Regions from separate parts of the Bicyclus anynana genome. Here region 1 is linked to region 2. Evidence: chromatin contacts called from public Hi-C data. All regions are on one chromosome and are shown on one strand. Each heading gives the region's core, a stretch centred on a gene start, on an enhancer-like site or on the middle of the called end of the contact. The rest is flanking DNA. Distances are from core to core; before and after follow the strand shown.

Region 1 (5,626 bases), core at 2,429-4,928, 34 kb before region 2:
GCTATTTCGTTTACTCGTATAACTTTGTCTCACTCTAGTTGTCAGATAACAATGACGTGTCGTCACTCAAAAACTTCGATCCGAAGTGTACTGTACTCTGTGACCACGATCAGTCACAAACAAATTGCAATCGAGTCTATTCGCTTTTTTGTGTTTTTTAACTTAAAAATCGTTGCGAAATCGTGTATTTTTAGTGCTAAAACTTTCTTGGAATAGTGAATAATTTGTTATTTTGTACTACCGGTTGAGTATTACACGGATTGTCAGTGTTTTGAGTGTTTAAAAGTGTGTGGATTATAATTCCTTCACGTGAACACTTAACAGTAACCACTGTTTTTCCATTGGTTTTTACCTCTTTATTGGATATCTTTCGTTAACTGAAGGTAACGGAGCGTAAATACGGCAGTCTCACACAAAAATGTTAAACTTAACTCCTCAACTATTAACTTTAAGGTTATTCGGCAAACATTAGACTGAATATATTTCGATCTTTGCCTGTTTGAATATGTAGGTATTAAAAAAAAAGGAACAAAGGTTGTTTTCATGTGTTGCGGAAAATAAGACGAGCTGATTTTGCGTGACTTTGTTTAGTTTCAAGTTGTATTTTTAATCTTATCTTTTCTTATCAGAATCTTGTTTAAATAGTCATATAGGGCATAGCAGACGATTTTTAATGTGTATGTGTATTATTTATAAAAGGTTTGAAATATATAATTAGTAAAATAGAATGGTATTGAAAGCAAATCCAATAATAAAAGATTAACCTACCAATACCTACTTAACATTCTAGTAGGAGTTGTCACCTATAAAAAGTTGTTCTGTCTGAGTAGATGTAAACTTTTTTTTTTCTATTTATCCACAAGGGGCAGGCAAAGATCTTCAACCAGACATCCTGATTAGCTAAGGGTCATAGTTTTTTTTTAAATTAGTCAATAAGGGACCATACAGCCATGAATATTTTTTTACTGATGCCAAAAAACAAGGATATTTTTATAACAAATCTGCTCTTCTGATTGGAAATACTTTTTGAGATTAGATAAGTGTATTCAGAAATTGAAAACTTATGGTGTGGATTATACAAAATTCGCTTTGCCAAATAATTAAAATCAATCACTCACATATTCCATTTTTAGATATAAAATTGAAATAAATATACATATTAAACTAAACCATACTAAACCATTCCATATTTTTTTAATTTTTTTATGTACAAGTTAGCCCTTCTGCAATCTCACCTGATGGTAAGTGATGATACAATGTAAGATGGAAGCAGACTAATTTGACAGCCCAGCCCGGGATTCAACCCAGAACCTCCTTCTTGTATATACACCGCACATACCACTGCACCATGAAGGCCGTCATTCCATTTACTACTATTTAATAATGAAAAGCTACATTATATTGGTACAAGAATTCTTTTGGAGCCTATTCGTAAAACAAAACAAACCAAATAAAATCTCTTTTTAATATAATATTATCTTTTATTTGTGATAGTAACTTTGTTACAGTTTCACAACTTAACTAATAAAACATTTTTTTTTTCACCAATGGAAAGCTACATTATTACCGAGTAACATAGACCACATTTTATCCACTTATGCCCACAACAATGGGAACTATGTGAAAAGCTAGAGTAATTAAAAAATAAGTATCAAATCTCAATATTAAATTTTGATTTGATAATGTTTTTCATATACCTTACTGGTTTTTGTAATGAGCCCTTTGCATAGTCATGCTAAGTAGTAAAATAGACAATGTTGCTGCTTTTATCTTAGAATTACATTCATAATGGAACTAGAAGTAATAAAAAAAAATTTAGAACACTCGAAAGACCTAGAATCCACAGCTGTAAAGCCGCTTAAAAACAAACACTATTTAAAATGAGCATTTCCTCATTCTATCATTATTTATCTTTTTTTTTTAAATGCTTACTAAAGAGCCTCGTTTCCCTCCTTTTTGTTTAGAAGATTCTTCTACTTCCTTCTGGGCAGTTTCTGGACTTGGCCATGTGATTGGGCATTGTGTAGTCCTAAGTCGTAGGTCCTTCGGTGTAGGTCCCCATTGGATTCTAGGTTAAAGGATATGGAGACCTACCAATTCCAATTCCAATGTTTCTTGAACAACTTTATCTGATGTTATCAATTATAACAATGGCGATGATGACTAGGTTCAAATATATTGATTTTTATGATACATTCGGGTAAATATGGTCAGTGTTAACTAATTTATACATAAAATGCAAAGATTGTCTGGATATTTGCAAAAAAATGAGATTGCCCCATACAAAATGGCACAAACTAATGACTTCGTAGGTAATGTAATGATCGTTAGATTTGTATTTGCGTTCAAACAAAATTACTAATATCTTTGTTATTTGTACTTTTATGTTTATATTTCACATATTAAAAAATGTCACATTTAATGTAAGGAAGCTAAAACTGTATGAATTTTCATCTAATTACGATAAAAGATTTTTTATAGATTTTGAAATTTTATAATCTCATTTATTGTGCAAATATCCAGACAATCTTTGCTTTTTATGTATAAATTAGTTAACATTGACCCTATTTACCCGAATGTATCATAAAAATGGATATATTCAAACCTAGTCATCATCTCCATTATTATTAGGTGTGAAATGACTACACAGGACATATCCCAATTTTGTATGGAGGTTGGGCCTTTATTCTGAGCGTCAACTAAGCAGAACAAGTTATTTTTATATTAAAAGAACATAAACCCACATTTCGTTTTAAATTAATTAAATAAAATGTATTTTTTTTATTAGCTGACAACAATATTTAGGAATTTTTATCATGGCAACATGTTTGAAACTCTGACAGATTGTCAGTGATCTTCGCGTAGTAGCATTTGTTTATGGCGTTTTTAAACGTTTTTTTTTGACGGCCTCCGTGGCGCAGTGGTACGCGCGGTGGATTTACAAAACGGAGGTCCTGGGTTGGATCCCCGGCTGGGCCGATTGAGATTTTCTTAATTGGTCCAGGTCTGGCTGGTGGGAGGCTTCGGCCGTGGCTATTTACCATCCTACCGACAAAGACGTACCGCCAATTCGTTCCGGTACGATGTCGTGTAGAAACCGAAAAGGTGTGTGGATTTTCATCCTCCTCCTAACAAGTTAGCCCGCTTCCATCTTAGACTGCATCATCACTTATCATAAGATTGTAGTCAAGGGCTAACTTGTTAATAATAAAAAAAAGCAATGGATTTTTTTTTGTTTAATGCTTCTCTGTCTACGATTTAATGTTTTTTTTTGGGAGACTGGGAGGAGACTCGAGCTGAACAGTGAACAGCCATTTCATCCATACCGCATTCATTCTACTTTTCACGTCTCGGTCCACATTGCCATCGATTTGAAAAAGCGATCCGAGGTACCGAAAATCGGAGCAAGCTGGTAGGGTTTTAGGCAATTTTGAAAGATTGAGATGTGCCGCCAAAGTCCAAGAATAAATATTCAGTTTTCGTTTGACTGATTCGTAGGCCAACACTTTCCAATTTCTCCTGCCATTTTCCCATTCCCATTTTCTGCTCTGTACCTCAGATGAACAGTGAGCCGAATATGGGTTGATAATGATAATAATCGACGTATAGCATTTTCACGGGCGCGAAAACTCATGTATTTTTGGCAATGCTCTCTGAGCGCGTCCGCGCAAGGTCGTTGACCCGCGCGACCGTTCGTTCGACAAGGACGCTGGGTATTAAAAATATTATTTACGTTTTACCTTTTGTTTGAAACTTTTCGTACGTTTCCGAACTTGTGTTTTTTTTTTTTGGTTACTCTGTTCTTTATTTAAATTAAACGGATGTTTTAATTTTTATTTACTCTACTAGTTGACGCCGCGCGGTTTCACCCGCGTTGTTTCCGTTCCCGTATGAATATGGAGATAAAATATAGCCTTCCTCGATAAATGGGCTATCTAACACTGAAAGAATTTTTCAAATCGGACCAGTAGTTCCTGAGATTAGCGCGTTCAAACAAACAAACGCTTTTGCTTTATAATATTAGTATAGATAATGGCGCTACAGACAGTCAGTTTTGATTGCGCACTACCACTTACAGTTTTATTTAATCGCGATTTTAATTGAAATCATTTAATTTAAAAGATACATTACTCTAAAAATCGGAAAATAACATCGGTTTAAAGGCGGCGCTATGCCAAATGTGCTTTTTCTTTATTGGCACCGCCGTCAAACTGATCAATAGAAAGGAAAGGATAGGTACGATTTTATTTATCGCGTTTTTAGAGTAATCCATCTTTGAAGTCGGTTCAATTTGTTTGTTAAAAATATTGTATTAACTTGTATAATAACTAGATCTAGCGCCTGCAATAATAAGTAGGTATCCAAAAATAAAATTTCACAAAATAACGTAAAACTGAAATTTTATAAAACCCCCGAATGTCATGAAATTATTAATTACACTCCCAATCAAGTCATCAGTTCTCTTTCAGTGCGCTTTCATTTGAGACCCCACTCGAGTATATTTTAAACATTCGGCTTTTCTTCCCCACTTTCACCCCCCACAACTTTTAAACGGCTCAACCGATTTTCATCAAACATGTCTAAAAACACTCGCACATAAGTCACCTTACATACAAAAACAACTAAATTGAAATCGCTTCATCCGTTCAGGAGTTATGGTGACACAGACAAACTAACACCCCTCTTTTTGCGTCGGGGGTTAATGAGGAATGTCTGACCACCACAGGCCTCGCTCCATAATATCTGTGGTCGTGGGCGTCACTATAATTGGTTATGATAGCTGCTAACGAATACGACATCACCTGAATCACCGGGTTGTTGGCATCACAAACCTTTGTTATATATTGAAACTAGGATGCCTCGCGGTTTTACTCGCGTAGTTCCTTTTACCATTGGAATACGGGGATAAAATGTAGCCTATAACATTCGCAGATAACGTGGCTTTCAAGTGGGAAAAGAATTTTCAAAATCGGTTTAGTAGATCCAGAGATTACAAACTTTACTCTTTATAATAGAGTAGCTGACGCCGCGCGGTTTCACCCGCGTAGTTCCCGTTCCCGTAAGAATACAGGGATAATATATAGGCTTCCTCGATAAATGGGCTATCTAACACTGAAAGAATTTTTCAAATCGGACCAGTAGTTCCTGAGATGAGCGCGTTCAATCAAACAAACATGACATGATGATGATGATGATGATGAAAGACCCCACCCCACTGTAGCGCTTACGTAATACTTAAACGATCCCTCTGCTTCAAAGCGGCTTTGCCCTAGTGGACAGTTAAAATACCCTGATAACAAAATTAATGCAACTGGACATCGAACCTTGGACTCTACAAATAAAGACAATGATTCAGTCTGCCTGTCTGTCCTTACCGCGTCCGTACACCCACACCACCACCGGTTCGATGTACCAACACCCACTCACACATTAAACATTAAACACCCAGTGGCGTGCACAGGGTATTTAACTAGGGTAAAACACTATACAGGTTGTTCCGTAATCTATACTTAATATTATAAAGAGGAAAACTTTGTTTGTATGTTTGTTTGTTTGATTGTAATGAATAGGCTCAAAAACTACTGGACCGATTTTAAAACTTCTTTCATCATTCGAAAGCTACATT
Region 2 (5,085 bases), core at 1,877-4,376:
ACCAAATTTCAGCTAATTCGGTTCAGTAGTCGAGGCGTGAAAGAGCAACAAACATTCATATCATCAAAATCATCAGTTTTCGCAAATCACGGGAAACCATGGATTTTTTTGGGATAAAAAGTAGCCTGTGTTAATCCAGAATAAAATCTATTTCCATTCCAAATTTCAGCCAAATCGCTTCAGTAGTACCGGTGGTAACAAACATCCAAACAACCATCCAAACATCCATACAAACTTTCGCGTTTTTGAGTGATGTAGAATATTCGAAATAGGGTGTGAGTTAGAGACCTTAGCAATCCAAGGTTATTGAATCCGAGTGCCGAATAAGTACTAAAACCAGACAGGCAATGAACGTTAGGATCCCTTTTGTCCCTAGGGTCAATAACCTGTCCTAGGGACGCAGACGGTTTGGGCGATATAGATATTATAGTAGTTCCGAATTAGATGTGACCTTCACCTTTCTGTTTAAGTTTTATTTATTTTCGACCGACTTAAAAAAAATAATTTTTTTTTAATGTTTGTTACGGCATAACTTCGACAATTATGAACCAGATTGGTTCTATTTCATTTTCAAGGCAGAAAACGCATGTCATTTCATAACTTATTTAATTTAAATTGTGTATGGTTTGTTTATAAAATGTTATATAAAATATATTAACCATATCTAATTGTTTTAAACTTATTAATCGAATTTATTTGACTAGGTTTGAATATATTGATTTTTATGATACATTCGGGTAAATAAGGTCAATGACAATTAATTTATAAATAAGTTTATAAAATTTCAAATTCTATTAAAAATCTTTTATCGTAATTAGATGAAAATTTATGTGACATTTTTTAATAAATGAACTATAAACATAAACGACCAAGTATCAAAGATATTTGTAATTTTGTTTGTTTGTAGTTTTGTTTGAACGCCCATACAAATCTAACGATCATTATGACCTACGACGTCATTAATTCGTTCAGTTTTGTATGGGCCGTTTTTCAGGGATCCGCAAATGTGACCCTTTAAATCCCTGTAGCTCCGAAAGTAATGATCGCAGATACCCTGTTACTTTTACAAAATTGCTTTACTATTAGCATACTCTTAATTTATACCCTCATTTTTAATTTGTTTGTTGGTAAACAGTACTCATCAAGAAAAACTGTTTGTAGTATATATATATGGTGTGTGTATTGTGTAACAAAAATGAAGAACACGTGCGAAGGGACAGTTCGTTATCGTGATACATACATACATAACACCCTATGTATCCATGATACATACATATTATGTATTAATATACAATGTATGGGTGGTGCGATATTGTATTACGCATTTAGATCCACGCGCCACTTTCGTTTTCACATCGCCACGTGTTTGATGTAAACAACTTGTATTGAACTAGTAGTCTAATCTAAATAGTCATTAATAGCCGATGGACGTCCACTGCTGGACAAAGTCCTCTTGCATGGACCCCCAAACATCACGATACTGAGCCGCCTGCATCCAATCCGGGGTCGCCAATCCAGCACTTGATAATGCATACCCTAGTTAAAAATGCTGTGCACGTCACAGCTAAATTGTCAAAACTTCCACTTACCAGTTTTTCTCGGAATCTATAACCCCTCATTCGCACGAGAGTTTTTTTAACGGTCGTTAAAAATGCGTTATGCTGCCGTGTGAACATTACTTGGGAATAGGGTCGCCAGGTCGCCAGAGCTAAGCCGGACAGTCCAGCCAGTTTGGCCTGACATTTGGGTAAAAAGGCCGGACACACATATTATTGAGAATTTTGTGTATCGGTATTTTAAGAAATCGACGACAATGGTTGGCCGATATACTCGTAGAGGAGTGGATTAGGCTAGGGAATCTTCAGCTAAAAGAAGCGGCTAAAAATAGGAAGGCTTTTCACTATATTGACCACCAAACTTCGGTTTGAGGGTAGCACATGGTGATCATGATGACTATTCTCAATAGAAAGAAAGTAGTAAAAAAAAAAAACATACATACAGCCGAAGGTAGAACCTCCTCCTTCCAAAAAGTAGGAGGTTCTACGTTCAGCTGTATGTATTTTTTTTAATAACCTACCTACCTACCTACGACAAAAGAATTATGTGTAAAATCATTTTTTTTTTAATTTTTACTGTTAAAGTTCACACACACGCTCATTTGCTAAATGTAAAGGTAGTCTAAAAAAACGGACAAGCCGGACACCGTTTATTTTGACCGGACACGGAATAGAAAAGCCTAACTATGTCCGGCTTTATCCGGACACCTGGTAACACTACCAAACTAAAAAACTCTCGTGCGAATTAGGGCTTCAGTTACATTTTACAACCCATAATCGATATTGCGGTGCGGTTTATACTTGCAAAGCAGGAACTCGCGGTTTCATAGTTTTTATAACCATGTTTAGTTTTGTATATCGATATCAGCAATTTTATCAAACTTGTCCAACTTGTCAATTGATAATGAATCGTATGTCCAATAGAATAGAGTTGTAAATAGTTTAATGTTATGTTACACACATAATTATTATGTTTACGAGTGATCCACGGGGTAGTAATCATTATTTTAGTATTTTCGAAGTTGATACGTCATCCTTGAGTCGCATTGACCGAGGTTGACCTTGGTTTATCGGGTTTTCCTTGGCGATCATATGTTCTAGAAGGTTAGATTTTACAACGCCATCTGGTGTGGACAAGTGCCAAATGGGTGTTTCAATTTATTTTAATAATTGCGTAATGTAAAAGTTTAATTATTAACTTGTATGTTATTAATTATTTATTGCAATTTTTAAGCTATTTTTATTGCTAAGATATTTCGACTTATGTAGGAAGTAACGTTAAACACAAAATAAATGAACAGTCAGCGCCATCTATCGTCGAGTAGGAGACTACTGATTTTATTTTTTATTTATGCTGGTGGCATTTAAAAGCCAATTTATGTCATGTAATAAATTATTATCATAATAATTATGGAAACATCAGATAATATTTTAAAAGATAATAGAAAAATGTGAAATTTTGAATTGCACTTAACACCCTCTACCGGCGTGTAGGCTAAAGAGCAGTGGTTTGGTTTAGTTAGTAGTACGAAGAGATTTTGTTAGATGGCGCTGTTGTAAGCGAACGCCAACTGTTTAGAAACGCGTCGTTTTCTCAATGCACGTGGAGATGGCGCTAGCAGGTTCTAGTTAAAAGAAAAACATACATACTTAATTAATACATAAGTTTTCCTTAATGAGAGCATATTTAATATATGTATCATAATTTATATTTATCGGTACAACTAGATATTTATGGATCTATAGCATATGCAATCTCTGCCTATTACAATTTTACACCTATTGACAGGTTTTTCTATGTTTATTTTTTGTGCAAAATATTTAGGTATATAGTGACCAAGTAACATATAGATTTAAAACTTGTTTGATTTGAAGAAATTAATCTTTACCATATCCCGCAGTGACACAAACCTACATCTCTATCGGTTACACAATCTAAATTAAACTTTATTGTAATAGTAATAAATTTCAAATTCTTGTAAAAGAATGACAGGTTTACAATTATTTATGAGTTTCGTATTCGATTTTTTTTTTAAATAGATTTATACGATTTTGTACTTTTAATTATGAGTGTTTAAAGCTATTATCAATTGACGCTACGTTATGATGGAATGCAGGAGCGTTTCCTATTATTTTTCTTCTACCTATCAAAGAATTTTTATCCTTATCTGTAATAGAATAAGATTGAAAATTGTTTGTACATAAGAAGAAATAGTATGAATTATTGTTTAATTTTATTCGTAATAATCACTCACAGAATATTAAACTTAATACTTAAAGCGATAAGATTGAAAATTGATTGTATGAAAACGCTGGTTAGTTTAGGTAATTAATTTCATATTATGGATACGCGCACCAATTAAAAATGGCGGCTTGAATATTTCTTATATTAGGTATTTATTAGAGACTAGCGGACGCCCGCGACTTCGTCTGCGTAAATTTCGATGTCAACTTTACTACTACCCCTACCGTACCCTACCCCTACCCTACCACTACCCCAACCCTACCCTACCCCTACATCTACCCTACCCCTACCCTACCCTACCCCTACCCCCACCCTGTAACTTCTCTATCTTACTCCTACCCTTAGCAAAATCGGTCCAGCCCTTCGAGAGTGGTGTGATGACCAAGGGAAATAGAGACTTCTATGCTAATAATGTATAAAGTAAAGTTCGTTTGGTTGTAAGAGATAATCTCTGGATCTACTGGACCGATTTAGAAAATTGTTTTACCAATAGAAAGCTACGTTATTTGCGAGTGTCATAGGCTATGTTTGTTCCCCATATTCACACGGGAACGGGAACTACGTAAATGAAAGCGCCGGGCGTCATATAGCGGAATTTCTGCGTCTTTTAGAAATTTTGTATTATCTCCGAAACTATTTAAGTAATTAACATACTGTAAAGAGCAAATCTTATCTCCATAATATCCTTGTGATTATTAAATAATTTATTTTAATAAGGATTAAAGTTTAGTTGTATAAATAATGACGTAAACCTAAGTATATAAAATTAAATTTTTAAAACACTAAAGGTACTATATCTGCTAATATATAGAAGATAGATATATGGTGTCGCGGACTTTTTTGTAGAACTTTGAAAGATACATAAAGTCTCCATACATTAATTTCAATTTTACACAATAGTTAAGGCAGCGCATGCGAATAAGTCTATTTAAGAGGATTTTCAGTCCGACCTGTATGACAAAAACTGTGATAACTCGGTTAATATATATGATACCAATATAAAATATAGCCTATAGCACTCCCCGATAATGTAGCATTCTACTGGTGAAAGAATTTTTAAAATCGGACCAGTAGTTCCGAAGATTACCCCATTTAAAAAATGTGACAAACTTACAAACTTACAAACTTTACCTCTTTATAATATTAGTATAGATGGGCCGAGTACTCGGTTGACACTCGGTACTCGGCGTACTCGGCGGATTTTTTGATACTCGTACTCGGCCGAATGACTCGGTCGGTGAATGCCGAGTATATTTTGTTTAAGAAAAGCATTATTTAGGTAGG

What was found. Hi-C and Micro-C count contacts between places; a contact is called where the count stands out from the background.
Region 1: a contact with region 2 is called in a Hi-C map of whole larva, with 5 times the contacts expected there. The contact joins two enhancer-like sites. A contact is called at or near these places in 2 of 2 Hi-C or Micro-C datasets (whole body and whole larva).

The regions. Positions count from the first base shown.
Region 1 is chr27:2,839,168-2,844,793 of ilBicAnyn1.1, reverse strand. The region is part of intron 2 of LOC112048118 (segmentation protein cap'n'collar); the gene reads left to right. Among protein-coding and RNA genes, the nearest start is that of LOC112048118, 23 kb to the left of the region's middle. Within about 2 kb of position 3,678, at least 2 of the 8 cell types and tissues checked have open chromatin away from gene starts, as enhancers often do.
Region 2 is chr27:2,805,377-2,810,461 of ilBicAnyn1.1, reverse strand. All of the region lies in intron 2 of LOC112048118 (segmentation protein cap'n'collar), which reads left to right. Among protein-coding and RNA genes, the nearest start is that of LOC112048118, 57 kb to the left of the region's middle. Within about 2 kb of position 3,126, at least 8 of the 8 cell types and tissues checked have open chromatin away from gene starts, as enhancers often do.